2 separate regions of the Mus musculus genome follow, and region 2 is linked to region 1. A link is a contact called in public HiChIP or PLAC-seq data. All regions are on one chromosome and are shown on one strand. The core of a region is the stretch at or near the end of the contact, and the rest is flanking DNA. Distances in the headings are between cores, read along the strand shown. Region 1 holds the start of Bhmt2 (betaine-homocysteine methyltransferase 2). Region 2 holds the start of AW495222 (expressed sequence AW495222).

The links. HiChIP or PLAC-seq counts read pairs in DNA pulled down with a chosen protein or histone mark.
Region 2: an H3K27ac HiChIP or PLAC-seq map of hepatocytes shows a contact between it and region 1, with 4 times the contacts expected there. The contact joins the promoter of AW495222 here to the promoter of Bhmt2 in region 1. A contact is called at or near these places in 5 of 39 promoter capture datasets (embryonic stem cells, hippocampal neurons, liver and 1 more), 6 of 484 Hi-C or Micro-C datasets (embryonic stem cells and liver), 3 of 115 datasets of contacts at active chromatin or transcription factors (embryonic stem cells, hepatocytes and kidney) and 4 of 9 other capture datasets (adipose tissue, embryonic stem cells, liver and 1 more).

What each region holds. Positions count from the first base shown.
Region 1 is chr13:93,670,782-93,677,422 of GRCm38.p6, forward strand. Bhmt2 (betaine-homocysteine methyltransferase 2) reads right to left here and starts at 3,521. Exons shown (of 8, transcript NM_022884.2): 1 at 3,457-3,521; 2 at 632-764. The coding sequence starts at 3,489. It overlaps Dmgdh (dimethylglycine dehydrogenase precursor), which reads left to right and starts at 3,655. Exons shown (of 16, transcript NM_028772.3): 1 at 3,655-3,751; 2 at 6,254-6,422. The coding sequence starts at 3,666.
Region 2 is chr13:93,716,694-93,723,392 of GRCm38.p6, forward strand. AW495222 (expressed sequence AW495222) reads right to left here and starts at 2,482. Exons shown (of 3, transcript NR_045086.2): 1 at 2,191-2,482. Dmgdh (dimethylglycine dehydrogenase precursor) reads left to right here. Exons shown (of 16, transcript NM_028772.3): 13 at 862-1,019; 14 at 3,866-3,925.

The DNA.
Region 1 (6,641 bases), core at 2,271-4,770:
TTCCAGTGTGTGTCCTGACCTCCTATTGTATTCTTTGGCTTTATTTCCCCCACTCTAGGAAAAACAACCAAGCCCGGTAGAGTTAAAGCACCAACCAATTGCAATGGTTTCTACGTCTGACTCTTGTATTTTCATTCTTCTCCAAGTCAGGAAGATGAGGGGGAGGGTTACATTTTTTCGAAGTCTGGTCCCCACAGCCTGGCTGTCTGCATCATTGAGCTGGTGATGGCCATCAGCCATTATCACCATGGCCACGATCGTTATCTGCCATGCACAACCTTCTGCAGGATGAGTCTAAAGCCATCAGTGATTTTTGCTAACCTAAGGGAATGCTTAAATAACTACAAGAAAAATATTCAAGGAATGAAATTTGAACTGTATATATTAAACAGTGCTTGTTCAAGAAGCTATGAGTGAGAAGAGAGACAGAGAGATATAGAGACAGAGGCAGAGGAGGAAACAGAGATATTTTCCCTTGAGCTTCAGTCCACACAACTGCCATGACCTTCGCTTCTTGGCAGTTCTGCAAGGAAAGCAATTCTTACAAATGCTTGCCATTATGCCTTGATTTTCCCTCATGGTGTTTAAGCTGTTACTTGCACACACACTCCTCGTTGCTTTGGGCACTTACCTGCACTTGGATGTTCTACCACTGCTTCTGGAGTCCAAAGCCCCGCCTTCACGAAGCCTCTCTTTTCCAGAGTGAAGAGAAAGCCGCTGTCCCCAACCACCACCTCCCCGCTGTCCAGACGCTCCAAGATGCCCTGGGGAAGAGAACAGAGACTCACAGGCTCTCTCCACAACCCACCTTTTCTTTTAACGTCATTTCAAACTTTAAGAATGGCAGCCTTGTTTTTCTGCTGAAATTATATCTAAGAGTGTTTCAGAAGACATTATAGCATGGTTTCTGGGCAATCAAAATACCTGTCTTGTGCAACCAAGGAACTATGGGAACTGTTTTTCTCAACTAACACTTTCTGGGTCAAACTCTACTGAAAGGGCTGATTAACTTGACAGTCATGTTAGTTTTTCATGTCTGCTTTTCTCTGACAATGTATTAGGGTTTGGGGGTACAATATCTTCAATTTAAACCCCCAAACTCACAAGCTCCCTGGCTGTTCCGCATGGCCTCGTCACACTGCTGGCCAGTGAGTCAAGTGGAAGCCATCTTGTTTCCCTTTTCCCTTCTGACTGGAATGTCGTTATGACACCCAGGTACAGGGCCATCCTGTAGCTATGGTATCCTTAGCTACATGTGATGTCAGGTGGAGCCAACTGGTGCTGCGGTTTTCAAGACACCTACAGTAGCCACAGCAGTCATGTGTGGCCCACATTTTCATCAGTTTGAGAATCAGATTTAAGAGTGCACATAACAGTCCTTGAGGGGAAAACGGTTACTCTAGTGTTCTAGCTTAGGGCCCTTCTTGACAGGGAGAGTCAAGTAGAGAGGTGGTGAATTCCCTGTGGCAGTCCTGTCTTCTCATTCATTTCCAGTTTGGGCAGTACACCTATTGAGCGGAGAGTGAGGGCCTGGGGTTTCGTACACCTCCCTTCTGACTATATCAACCTGGACAACACCTCTGGATTTACCATCTGCACTCAGGGTGAGGCTGTTGATCCTCAGGGAGGCCATTTGCCCCAAGGGAGGCAGTTACAGAGTCAGTCGGCCTAGAACATCAGCCGCCATCTGCCATCTGCCCGGCTTCTCTGGCAGGGCAGCGTCCATGGTTTGAGGAATGGGGTGTGGGCATCAGCTGTCCAATTGCACAACAGCAGTCAAAGTCACTGGTGACCTGTCAGCTGAGGAGAGACAGAACCCTCCTTCTCTTCCAGGTACACATTAACAGGGCCACCATGTGATAATTGTGCTCTTTCAGGAGCAGAGTCCCCAGAGGAACAGGGACAGAATGCTTTCAAAACCTTTCTTTGGACTTTTTGTTTCTTTGTTTGAGACAGGGTCTCACTAAATAGCCCTGTGTAGCCTGATATAAACCAGGTTAGCCTCAAACTCAGAGACCTATCTGCCTCTGCTGCCTGAATGCTGAGATTAAAGGTGTATATCATTACACTGGCCCCATAAAAAGTGACTTATCCAGGAGTGGCGGTGCAGCCTTCAATCCCAGCCCTTGGGAGGCAGATGCAGGTGGATCTCTTTGAGTTTGTGTCTGGCCTGCTATAGAGAGAGTTCAACGCAGGGCTACAGAGTAAGACCCTGTCTGAACAGTAAAAATCTCTTGTAAAAATTAAAATTAAAAAGTGAATTATAGGGGTCACTAGATGATTTATTGAGTAAAGGTATGGGCTGTCAAATACTACAACTGAGTTCAGTCCCCAGTAGAATTTAATCCCTGGGTCCCATTTGTTAGAAGAGGCAAACCTACATCTGCAGATTGTTCTTTGACCTCTACAGGCACATCATAGTGTGCACATACCCATACAGATACACAATACATAAATGCACACATAAATTTAATAAAATTAATTTTTAAAAGTGAATTATAAAAAAAATGACCATACAGAATCTCAGATGAAGGAAGCAGTAGTGTTCTTCACATTTAGAAGAAGAAAGTCTTTTTATTAATTTCACTTTCTACACTTTAGCTTCTATCACTAGAGAGCATCTCTTCTTCCGACCCTGACTGGTTCTCCATCTGTGTGTGGGCAATTACTGTCGCACAGTTAGGGTGGATCTGAGACCTCTCAGTCCTCTCTCACTTGGAGCTGTTAATGGCTGACTAACAACTTAGCAAGAGATTGAACCCTGGGCTTTACTAAGATCACTATCCTATGCCACCTCTGTTCCCAGTTTCTCAGCATTCAGAAAGCAACAGTACCCCAGGCCTCTGAATTATGTGTTCAGGTGGGCTGTTGGGGGTGGGGGGTCCTGGGAGGCCCCTTTTCCTAGTTCACACCTTTCTAGTTGTTTGACTGTCCCTTGCTGCCACAAGAAGTCCTCAAAGCTGTGGGAAGCTGCCATGGGGAAGAGCCAGTGCGCGTGTCTGCTGAAGGCAACAGAGTGGACCCCCACACCCACCCCTGCGAACTGCATGGTAGCCTTGCTTCCCCGGCAGGTGTGAAGCCGCAGGTGGAGGTTGATGCACTTACAAACTCATGGAAACTGACAGGAACACCGGCAGACGAACCCCCTGGGGATGCTGCCTGCGTGCCCTTAAGCAAGAAAAAGGATCCCTCTTCTGTGAACACTGACTCTGAGCAGGTCGCCTGACTCTCCTGGGCCTCAGTTTCTTCACCCGCTAACTGGGGATACCAGGGAACGCAGAAATTCTGAGCTGGGTGAGGGCTCCAGGAATGCTAATCCACACGCGATCTAAACTGAGGCTCTGGACCGCCCAGCCCCCTTGCTGAGCTAAGTTAAGACCTTAGGTTTTGTTTAGTAGCTGAAGCAGGATTCGAACTCCTCGAAGAAAGGAAGAAAGCGACTTGACTGACACTCACCTTCTTGGCTCGAGTGCTTCCAGCTGGTGCCATGTCGCCGCCGCTGTACAGGCGCGGGTCCCGGTGGCACCGGTCCTGGAGGCGCTGCGCTGCTGGAGCCCGCCCCTCCGTGGGATGACCCATCCCCTCCCCCAACCCCCACCCCACCTCCACCCTCTCTACCTCCCTCCTAAGGCCGGGATCTGTCCATGCTCCACTGCCACCTCGCCATGCTCCGCCCGGGCGCGCTGCGGCTGCGGGGCCTCGCGCTGCGGGGCTCCCCCAGGCGCCCAAGCTCCGCTGGCCTCCGGGAAGGGTGAGTACCCGATGGCTGCCGGGTGGGAAGAGGAGCAGGGCAGGCTTTCTGGCTCCCAGGAATGGGCTGGGGTTCTCCTGGAATTACCTGCTAACTACCAGGTAAAACTGTCTCTCCGACTCCAGCCCCCTGGCCTGTCACCAGCGGGCAGTGTGTGCAGGTCTGGGAGAGTCTGCTGTTTCTTGTCTCTGGTGCATCTGTGTCTTGGTGGTGGTTATCATTGTTTTGTATTTAATGATTAATATGTCCTCGAGATTATTCTATACCAGGGTGTATCGATTTGCCTTATTCTTTTTAATGGCTGCATAGTTTTTCATTTTATCAATACTTTATATTATAATGAAGCAGTCTACTCATTAATATTTAGACTGCTTCTGGTTGGTTGTTACCGCTGAGAACGTGAATCAGACATTCTTAATGCAAATATGTTTGGACAATATGGGAGTCTGTTTTCGTTTTAAATCATTTTTTTCTTTTTCTTTTCTTTTTGTTTTCAATTTAAAAAAAAAGAAAATTGTTAGGGAAACGGTTAGGTTATTTGAAAGTAAAAGACAGCAAGGTTCCTGTGAAATTTGAATGCCCCTGCGGTGGGTGCTTGTTTTCCATGTCTTCCTGGGCATCTAGAGTAGGATTGTCAAATTGCATTCCTGTGAGAAGATATTTTCCTTTAGTGTCTGTCTGTATGCATCTTTGAAGTTCCTGTCCTGACGTTATTCCTGACGTCATCCATGGTGGCAAGGTGAGGTTTCTGTTCATAGAGTAACTCAACAAACACTATTGTGAGCTGACTCAGTCTGCATTTTACGTTCTGTGGTCTGCAAGAACAGTTTTTGAGTTGCAATCCAGTTTCACTGCAGATTTTTGACATAGTGCTTATGGTGAGTGGGTGGGCTTATTCCAGGTACTGGGAACACAAGGCCCACAGAACTGCAGTTCTGGCTCCCTTAGGACTCAGCAGCTGCCTGCTGCCTGTTGAGTACAGTTTCTCTCAACAAATACAGGATGTTGGCCAGTCTCACAGGAGCGCTGCAAACGCAAGCGAGGTAGTGCACAAGAGCGATTTGTAAGCTATAAAGCATCACAATTAGGACACTGCATCTGATACAGAAGGAAATAGAGAGCGTGCATCTTGGGTTAATTTGTATAAAACTGACTAGACAGTGCTTATATACATATGGCATTTGCATATATTCTGAAATATTGAGAGTAATCGCAGATGACATTTCTTTTTTTTTTTTTTTTTTTTCGAGACAGGGTTTCTCTGTACAGCCCTGGCTGTCCTGGAACTCACTTTGTAGACCAGGCTGGCCTTGAACTCAGAAATCCACCTGCCTCTGCCTCCAGAGTGCTGGGATTAAAGGTGTGCGCCACCACGCCCGGCGGAAGATGACATTTCTAAGAACTGTAAGACAAGCTGGCTGTAGTGGCAAAATCCTAAAAGCCCAGAATTCTGGAGACTGAGGGGAACAACGTCAACCTCAAGGCCATCCTAGGCTACATAAGATACAGAGTGACCCTGTCTCAAAAACCAAAATGAAAATGAGATCATTCTAAGAGTTCTTCCTTACAACTTTTTGGCCAGTGTGTCTGAATACACAGTCACACCCCATGTTGTTAAACCTGTGCAGAACATGTGAGTTTCTTGTCTGACAAATTATGACTGCAGATTAGAATTTAGACATCAAGATACTCAACAACTTAACGTTTGTCAGATAAACATATCATGTTTTCCCAAATAAGGAGAAATAAGACAGACACAGCATGTCAATTCCAGGGAAGGTTCCACCTTAAAACTTATTTTTAAACATGCAGTGGTGTGCACGCCTTCAATCTCAGCACTTAGGAAGCACAGGCAGGTGGGTCTCCCTGAGGTCCAGCCTGGCCTACAGAGCAAATTTTAGGACAGCCAAAGCTACCCAGAGAGACCCTGTCTTGAAAAACTAACCAACAACAAAAAACCTTATCCTTAAAATGACAGCTTTTAGATTTGGTGTCACTGACTATGTGATGGAGAATCTTCCCAGAATTCTATTAATTTGTACTGTGACTTTCTATGTTAGACACCAATGAAATGAAGAGATTGGTGACTGGCAGAAAAGGAGGGCTGGCCAGCAAGTCCTAGGATCCCCTTGTCTCGGCTATCCCAACACTGTGATTACAGACAGGAGCTACAGTGTCCAGCTTGGTTTGCATGGATTCTTGGCGTTAAATTCAGGCCCTCTTTGCCAGTTGAGCTGCAGTCGCAGCCCCAGAATGTGTTTTATAAATGAGAAAAAACAATGCCTAGATCGAGAAGAAGCCGCTGCAGCCACTGCTACTGCTCATTTCCTTAGCTACAATCAGTGTGGGTCATCCAGTCAGAGGTCAGACGCCCCAGGTTTCTATGTGCAAATTGTAGCCTGTGGTTGTGGCGTTCCAGAGACTGGCAGGGGAGGGAATCAGACCCAAACTGGACCTGGTATCTCTGAGTGAGTCACCACTGTTAAAAACACCGTCTTCCAGACAGGAAAGCCCAGCCTCACCCCCAGAATGGAAGGACAGAGCAGAGACTGTGATCATTGGAGGCGGCTGTGTGGGCGTGAGCCTGGCTTATCATCTGGCCAAGGCTGGGATGAGAGATGTGGTCCTGATGGAGAAGTCGGAGCTCACCGCTGGCTCTACCTGGCACGCAGTAAGGAGAGTACCCCAAACTGTTCTGTGCCCTGAACCGGGCACCAGGCCTCCCCATTCACAACCCCCCACAGAGAGCTCTTCAGAGGATGGGACCCCCTCACCTCACCAGAAAGTGTCCTGGCATGCTTCCAGGAAGTGGAAAATCGTTATTAGGATGTCTATTATGTTAAACACGTGAACACGTGAATTCTGGATTCTGATCCTGGTTGTTGTTGTT
Region 2 (6,699 bases), core at 1,232-3,731, 45 kb after region 1:
CCCATCGTGACTACACCAAGCTTTCCACTAGAACTCTCACTCTTCCTGATGCTGCAACCCTTTAGTACAGCTCCTCAGTTGTGGTGGCCCCCAACCATAAAATTATTTCATAAAATCATTGCATATTGCTATGTCATAGCTCTAATTTTGCCAGTGTTATGGAGTGTAAATATCTGTGTTTTCTAGTAACCCCATGATAGGATTTGTTAGACACCCCCCCCCCCCCAAGGGGACGTAACCCACAGGTTGAGAACTGCTGCACGGATGAGGGCCCCTGGCTTTACCCATTGAGCCATTGTGGGCACCCTACCCGGCCCCAGACCTCCAGCGTGTGCTTTTTAAAAATGTGAATTCCGGGCAAACTTGGATCTTCGTGCTTACCCACATGATAAGTACTGTCTGAACTTGCTCCTCACCCTCTTTAAAGTTGTTATTTTGTTGTGTTTTATTTTTAAACAGTGTCTCAGTAGCCAAGGCTGGCCCTGGGCTCACAAACCTCTCTCAGCTTTCTGAGTGTCGGGATCACAGATGCCCTCCCATACCCAGACGAACCCTGTGAAAACATGTGTTAGTTGTTTACTACCGTTGCCCTGGAAACTTTGGAGGCTCGTATGGGGCCAGGGTCCGGGCTAAAAAGTGAATCTGACTGCTCTCTGTGCAGGAGTCTCTCTGTGCAGGAGTCAGGCTTACACACAAATGGTCACTGAACTGACTGCTCCTTGTGAGCTGTTCTTTTAAAGACCACCAAAGGTTGCTTTGTGCTGGTGGGGTTTTCTCCTACACGTGTTAGTTAATGGATGTGAGCGCAGGCCCTGCCAGCACCACTCTCATGCCTGTGTGGGCCCTGCCTGTGCATTTCAGGTGAGCTGGGCTGGGAGCTGTACCACAGACGAGAAGATTCTGCGACGCTTTATGAGCGCATCATGAGTGCCGGCCAGGAGGAGGGCATCGGCGACTTTGGAACTTACGCCCTGAACGCTTTGAGACTGGAGAAGGCTTTCCGAGCCTGGGGCTCCGAGGTTTGCATGCTAGCATCCTCACTAACGGATGCTTACCTTACTGTATCTAATGTTGGGAGACTAGTTTTCATAGCATTACTACTATCAGTTCCAGCTAGAAGAGAAATCAAATGCCATTAAATGACTTTGAGTAGGGAAAGAACTCCCCTGCCTCTCTGCTTTCCAGATGAGCACTGACTGGGTTTGGGGGTAACGTTTATTCTGCCTTAATTCCCCCTGCTTAGTGGTGAACCCCAGACATTTTCTGGCAGGCACACGCCAGAGGATCTGAGTATCACCTCTCACATCCTTGCTTTCCCTCTGTTACGTTTCATTTCCCTCTCACAATCATCCTTAGGCGAACTAATGTCCTTTTCTTTTGAGGGACAGGGACAGTGGTCCCGTGTGTGTGGGTCTAGTCTTCCCCACCAGTGGGAATCAAGAGCTTCTCTGTGTACAATTGTTAACCACTTACACAACATTTTTATATGCATTGATTCTGCTTTGCTTCTGTCTTAGTTTCCTTCCTGTTTCTGTGGGGGAAAAAAATACCCTGACAGAAGCGAATTCAGGGAGAAAGGGTTTCTTTCAGTTCACAGGTCCAGGTTACAGTCCTTCAGAGTGGGGAAGTCACAGTGACAGTGGCTTGAGAGAACTGGTCATGTCACATCCATAGTCTAAAATGATTGCAAGCCCCTGGACAGCTGCTAACTGGCTTCCTGCACTTTACCCAGGATCCCCTGCCCAGGGAATGTGGTGTCCACAATTATGAAGGGTCTTCCCACATTGACTGTTGTCATCAAGATAAAGCCCCTATGCGCGTTCCCAGAAGCCCTTGTTCTATGACTTAGCTTTACCACGACTCTTATTTTGCATACATTCACTGGGTTCATTGAGCCCCCAACATCCAGATTCCTGTGACCAGGGTCCTATTTACCTTGTGGGAGAAACAAAACCCTAACTTTTACAGAGAACTGACGTTTTAGGGGCCATTGTAAACATGAGCTTCCGAGTGGGGACTCTGGGGTTTAAATCTATCCTTTACTTAACTCTTGGCTGGCTGGCCTGCTCTCTTATAAAATGGAGTATTTATCCTAAAGAATCAGCGCAGACGTAGAGATGGTTAGTAATGAGCCGAACAAACACACTATACAGTTAATTTCTAGGTTAACCTGAGAGCTCAGGTACTTACCCTTGGGCCTTCTCATTGATGCAAGCTTGCAGGAAGCCGGTCCTGCCTGCTGCAGCGAACTCAAGTTTACAGCCAGGACTCAGGCAAGGCCAGCTGCCCTCAGAAAACAAAACAAATTTGTCCCCATGCTCAGGAAAAAGGACAGAGAAGCCACCCCTTGAGAGTTAAACATCGCTGTATTCTAGCCTCAATTTTTCTGATGTTTTTGGTTTTTTTGTTTTTCCTTCTGCTTCCTCTCCCTGGGCTCCATTTTAGGGTCCTCTTTCCCAACAGTGCCAGAGCGCCCTCTAGTGCAGAAACATCGGCGAAGTCGCTCTGTTTCCCTGAAAAAAAAAATCTCTAATTTTGGCAGACTGAAAAATAATTTCAGAGTAACTCAAACTAATTTAGGAAATATGAGAACACTTTTATGTGGTGTAAAGTAGTCTTACGTTTATCTAGTTTATGTCGACTCTTTGGGAGGTTAGAGCAGGCAGTTCTCATTCCCATAAAGAAATGAACAACAAAAAACCCGACTTCCAGAAAGGTCCTCTGCTCATTAACACTTAACTGAGTACATCGAGGTATTCTGTTCCCATTTCTATACATTTAGCAGTTCCTCCTGAGTTCATCTCTTTCATTTCCCCTCAGTTCTCATCGTATAAATTAGAATCTTCAAAAACCCCTTAAAAACAAAACAGTGATAAAAACCCCCTAACTTCATTCAGGTTTAGAACTAAATATTGGATTTCCCCTGAATTGATGCATCCTATCTCGAGTCAGCTAGTTCTGAGCTTTAATCCTCCCTTCCCGTTTTCTTTCTAGAACTCTGCAAAAGCCAGTGTTCTGTCACCTGCTTTCCCCTCTTTACCCCCATTCATGGCTAAATGCAAGCTAAGCAAAGTTACTTGTTACTTTTTTAAAAACACAATTATGTAATTAAAATTATTACATAACATACATGAGATTCTTGTTTGTGAAACACCATGTACTAGCCTTCAAATATTTATTAAGGTAAAAGATCGGAGGCCAGAGAGATGGCTCAGTGGTTAAGAGCACTGTGTGTGCTTCTCCTGCAGAGAAGCAGAGGTCAGTTCCCAGCATCCTCGATGGGCAGCCCCGTTACTTCAGTTCTGGGAGAGCACACCTGCACACACCCACACGCAGACATGAACACATACATGTACACGCAATGAAAACAGATAAATTCATTAACACCTTTAAAATAAAAGAGCAGTGGAAACCAACCCAATGTTCAGTCTCTGTGTTTGCCATATTTAAAAATAACAGCATTTGCCAAAGGCTTCATTTGAATGGAAAATACTGCTTCAGAGACTAGTCCATAATTGGTCTTTTAAAGAATCTTTACTCAAAAACCATCCAGTGTCCTTAATTCTGGGGAGACTAATATAAGAAAGTGATGTCTCTGTTTCTATCATTGTTATGCATCAGCTCAAGGTGGGAGCCAGTGTTTGCCAGTATTTGCTGAGTGAAGGTAATGGGTTTGTTTCTGTTTTAGTAATCTCTTCATCTCCCCTCGCCCTGTACTTGCTGGGAGTGGTGGTGAACTCCTTTAATCCCCTACCTGGAGGAAGAGGCAGGCAGATCTCTCTGAAGTCCTTTTAAGGACAGCGCAGTTCTTCAGTGAACCAAATTAGCAGGCTCACCTGGGATTCAAAACCTGTTTCCCTTCCAGATGAACTGTGACACAAACCCCTTGGAAGCTGGGCTGGAATATTTCGTGAAGCTGAATAAGGTATGTTTACGTTCCCCAGGGTGTATGAAATGAATGTGAAGGTGATGGCAGTGTTTTACGACAGAGCCACGCTTTCTTTAAAACTTAGCCAAGTGTGACTACAGAAGAAACGAGTTGAATATAAATACTAAACATGGCTTGATGCTCCGTGTGAATTATCCGCCGTAATTTGATCAGCTTCACTGTGGAAGAGCCTGGAGACGTAAGGCAGCAGAACTCAACTTCTTTAAGGGTTAAGACTTAAAACCCAAGGCGCTGGAGAGATGGCTCAGTGGTTAAAAGCACTGACTGCATTTTTCAGAGAACCTGGGTTCAAGTCCCAGCACCCACGTGGCACCTCACAATTATCTGTAATCCCAGTTCCAGGGCATCCCACACCCTCACACAGACATGCATGCAGGCAAAGCACCGATGCACATAAAATTTTTTAAAAATAGTTAAAAGAAGACTAAAACCCAAGGTGAAAGTTAGTAAAAATCACAAGATGATTAACAGATTTCAACAGGCATCTTTATAGAAATTGTGCTGCATGTATGTTGTGTGTGTATCAGCCACCCCTGGTGGCTGGTGAGGTTGCGCGTCAGCTAAGCAAGCAGTAAGGACATTGACTTTCCCTGGATGCTTAAAGGATAGAAGAGCCTCGCCACATTGGGTTAAGCAGGGGTTTATGATTCAGTTTTGCGTCTAATGATAACATCTAAATGTAAACACAAGATGTGTTTCCAACGTGCCCAGTACCAAGTGTGTATTTACTGAGGAGGCCAACACAGGTCCAGAGAACTATTATTCACATCGATATGCCAAAGGGACACTCTACATCAGTGGTCCTCAGCCCACCAGGCTCAGTCTCATCTGTAAACTTGTTAGAAATGTCAATTCTCAGGTCCAACCCTAGACTCACTAAAAGCAGAATTTCGGGGAGCCTGGACAACAAAGCTGTGTTTTAATAAACCCTACGGGGGTTCCTAAGAGTCGAGAAACCCCACCGGTGCTGCATAACTACTGTGGAAACTTATATCATTGGAGGCCATTTCTTTGTGGCCCTGCCCGTTGGAGCCAGCCCTACACATGGAAATAAGGTCATGCCACTGAGCAGTGCTTCAGAGCTTCAGAGTCACATGAAAGAATGTAAAAGGACTTGCCTAAGTAGGTGATGGTGGCAAGGTTAGGAGGAACAGCTGCTGTCAGGCTACTGGTTAGGATTCTCCAAATACACCGCCATGTTTCTGAGCTCTAGGCTGGTTTCCTCTCCCGTGGGAATATGTGAGCTTGTGTCTATAAATCGGGCTATGGGAACTTTTTTAATGCTTGGCATCAGCTCCCAAATTCCCAGCTGAAGTATTAACAGGAAATGTGTGTACTTGTTGTGCTTGACTTCGGGGGGCAAGGACCCCATTTAAAGAATTCTTAAAGGAATCCATCTTTCCTGTGCATTTTCCCTGGCTTTTATTTTTATGATGTGCCATCTGTCTCTAGATGAGGGAAAGCAGGTGCTTGGAATTTGAGCAGCTCCTAGCAGCAGATTGCTCCTTGTGGTGACAGAAGTCTGAATTTGACTGTTTAAAATAAAGATAAAAATGTCTGACTCCTCCAAGCACCTAGCTCTCTGCTGCCGGCCCCAGGAGGGATCGGTTCTTCGGCTTCTGTGTTCTGGATATTACTGTGGGAAGGAGGTCTCAGTGAGTGATGTCTTCATACGGAAATGGATGCTTTAAGATGTTCTTTATGACGATCAGCAGGTGCACATGTGAATTTATTAGATCTTTTAAATGATATAATCAAATAACCGAAACTGAGCTCCAAAGCAAATTGTTTAAAAGATGCTAATTTTGACTGAGGACATGTTTTTGGATGCTGAATTGTTGGTTCTTATTCAGGTGTCAAAGAGTTAGTTCTTGATGACTGTGTTGGATAAATAGAGAGCCCAAGGACTTGGCCCTACCTACCTACCTAGGCTGGGTCTTTTCCACCATGGGATGAAGTCAGATGGTTGCTATCAACCTCACAGGAGAGAAGATACTGCTAATTTCTCAGACAAGAGACTAGATTCGATTGACAGTTGTGACACCCTGCTGGTGGTGTCACAACTTTGTCATAGCTTTGCAATCTATGATGAGAGACAGCTTCCTGGAAATAAATACTGTAACCTAAGCTATATAACTTGAGAAGTCAAGTCCTGTGCCTATGAGCCAAAACTGTTACTCAGACATTTAACGTACAGAAAGATGTCCCTTTCAAAGCCTGTTGGACGGTGTTCTATAAGATTTAAAAGGACAGTAATTACCAAAACCCACGTTGCTTTGGAAAATAGATGCCAGGCAGAAGCAGAGGAGAATACAGGGTAATATTTGGTTTTGATAGTGAAAAAAAAATGATAACAACTTTAGAATTTTATTGAAACCATTTCTTCCCTTTCTTTATCCCCAAAGTTAATAATTAGAATCTTTCCCTAAATCCTTAAATGCTCAACACGTGACAGCAGCCATAGTGAGAAGATATGGAGAGGTAGCTGTCAGAGTGGGGAGGGGTTAGGTGGGATGGGACTTGGCATTCCCTCTGCCTTTGAGGGTGGGAGCAAGTCACAGGGAGGTGACACCACCTGAGGAAGAGCATCCCTTTAGGCCAAGTCTGAAGTTGAGTGTGACACCTCGTCACCTGTCACTTTCGACCACAGTCCTCTTTCCTATGGGCTTAGTGGTCCTGACACTCTACCCTGGAACTCCATAGACTGTCTTATAAATCGAGACACACACACACACACACACACACACACA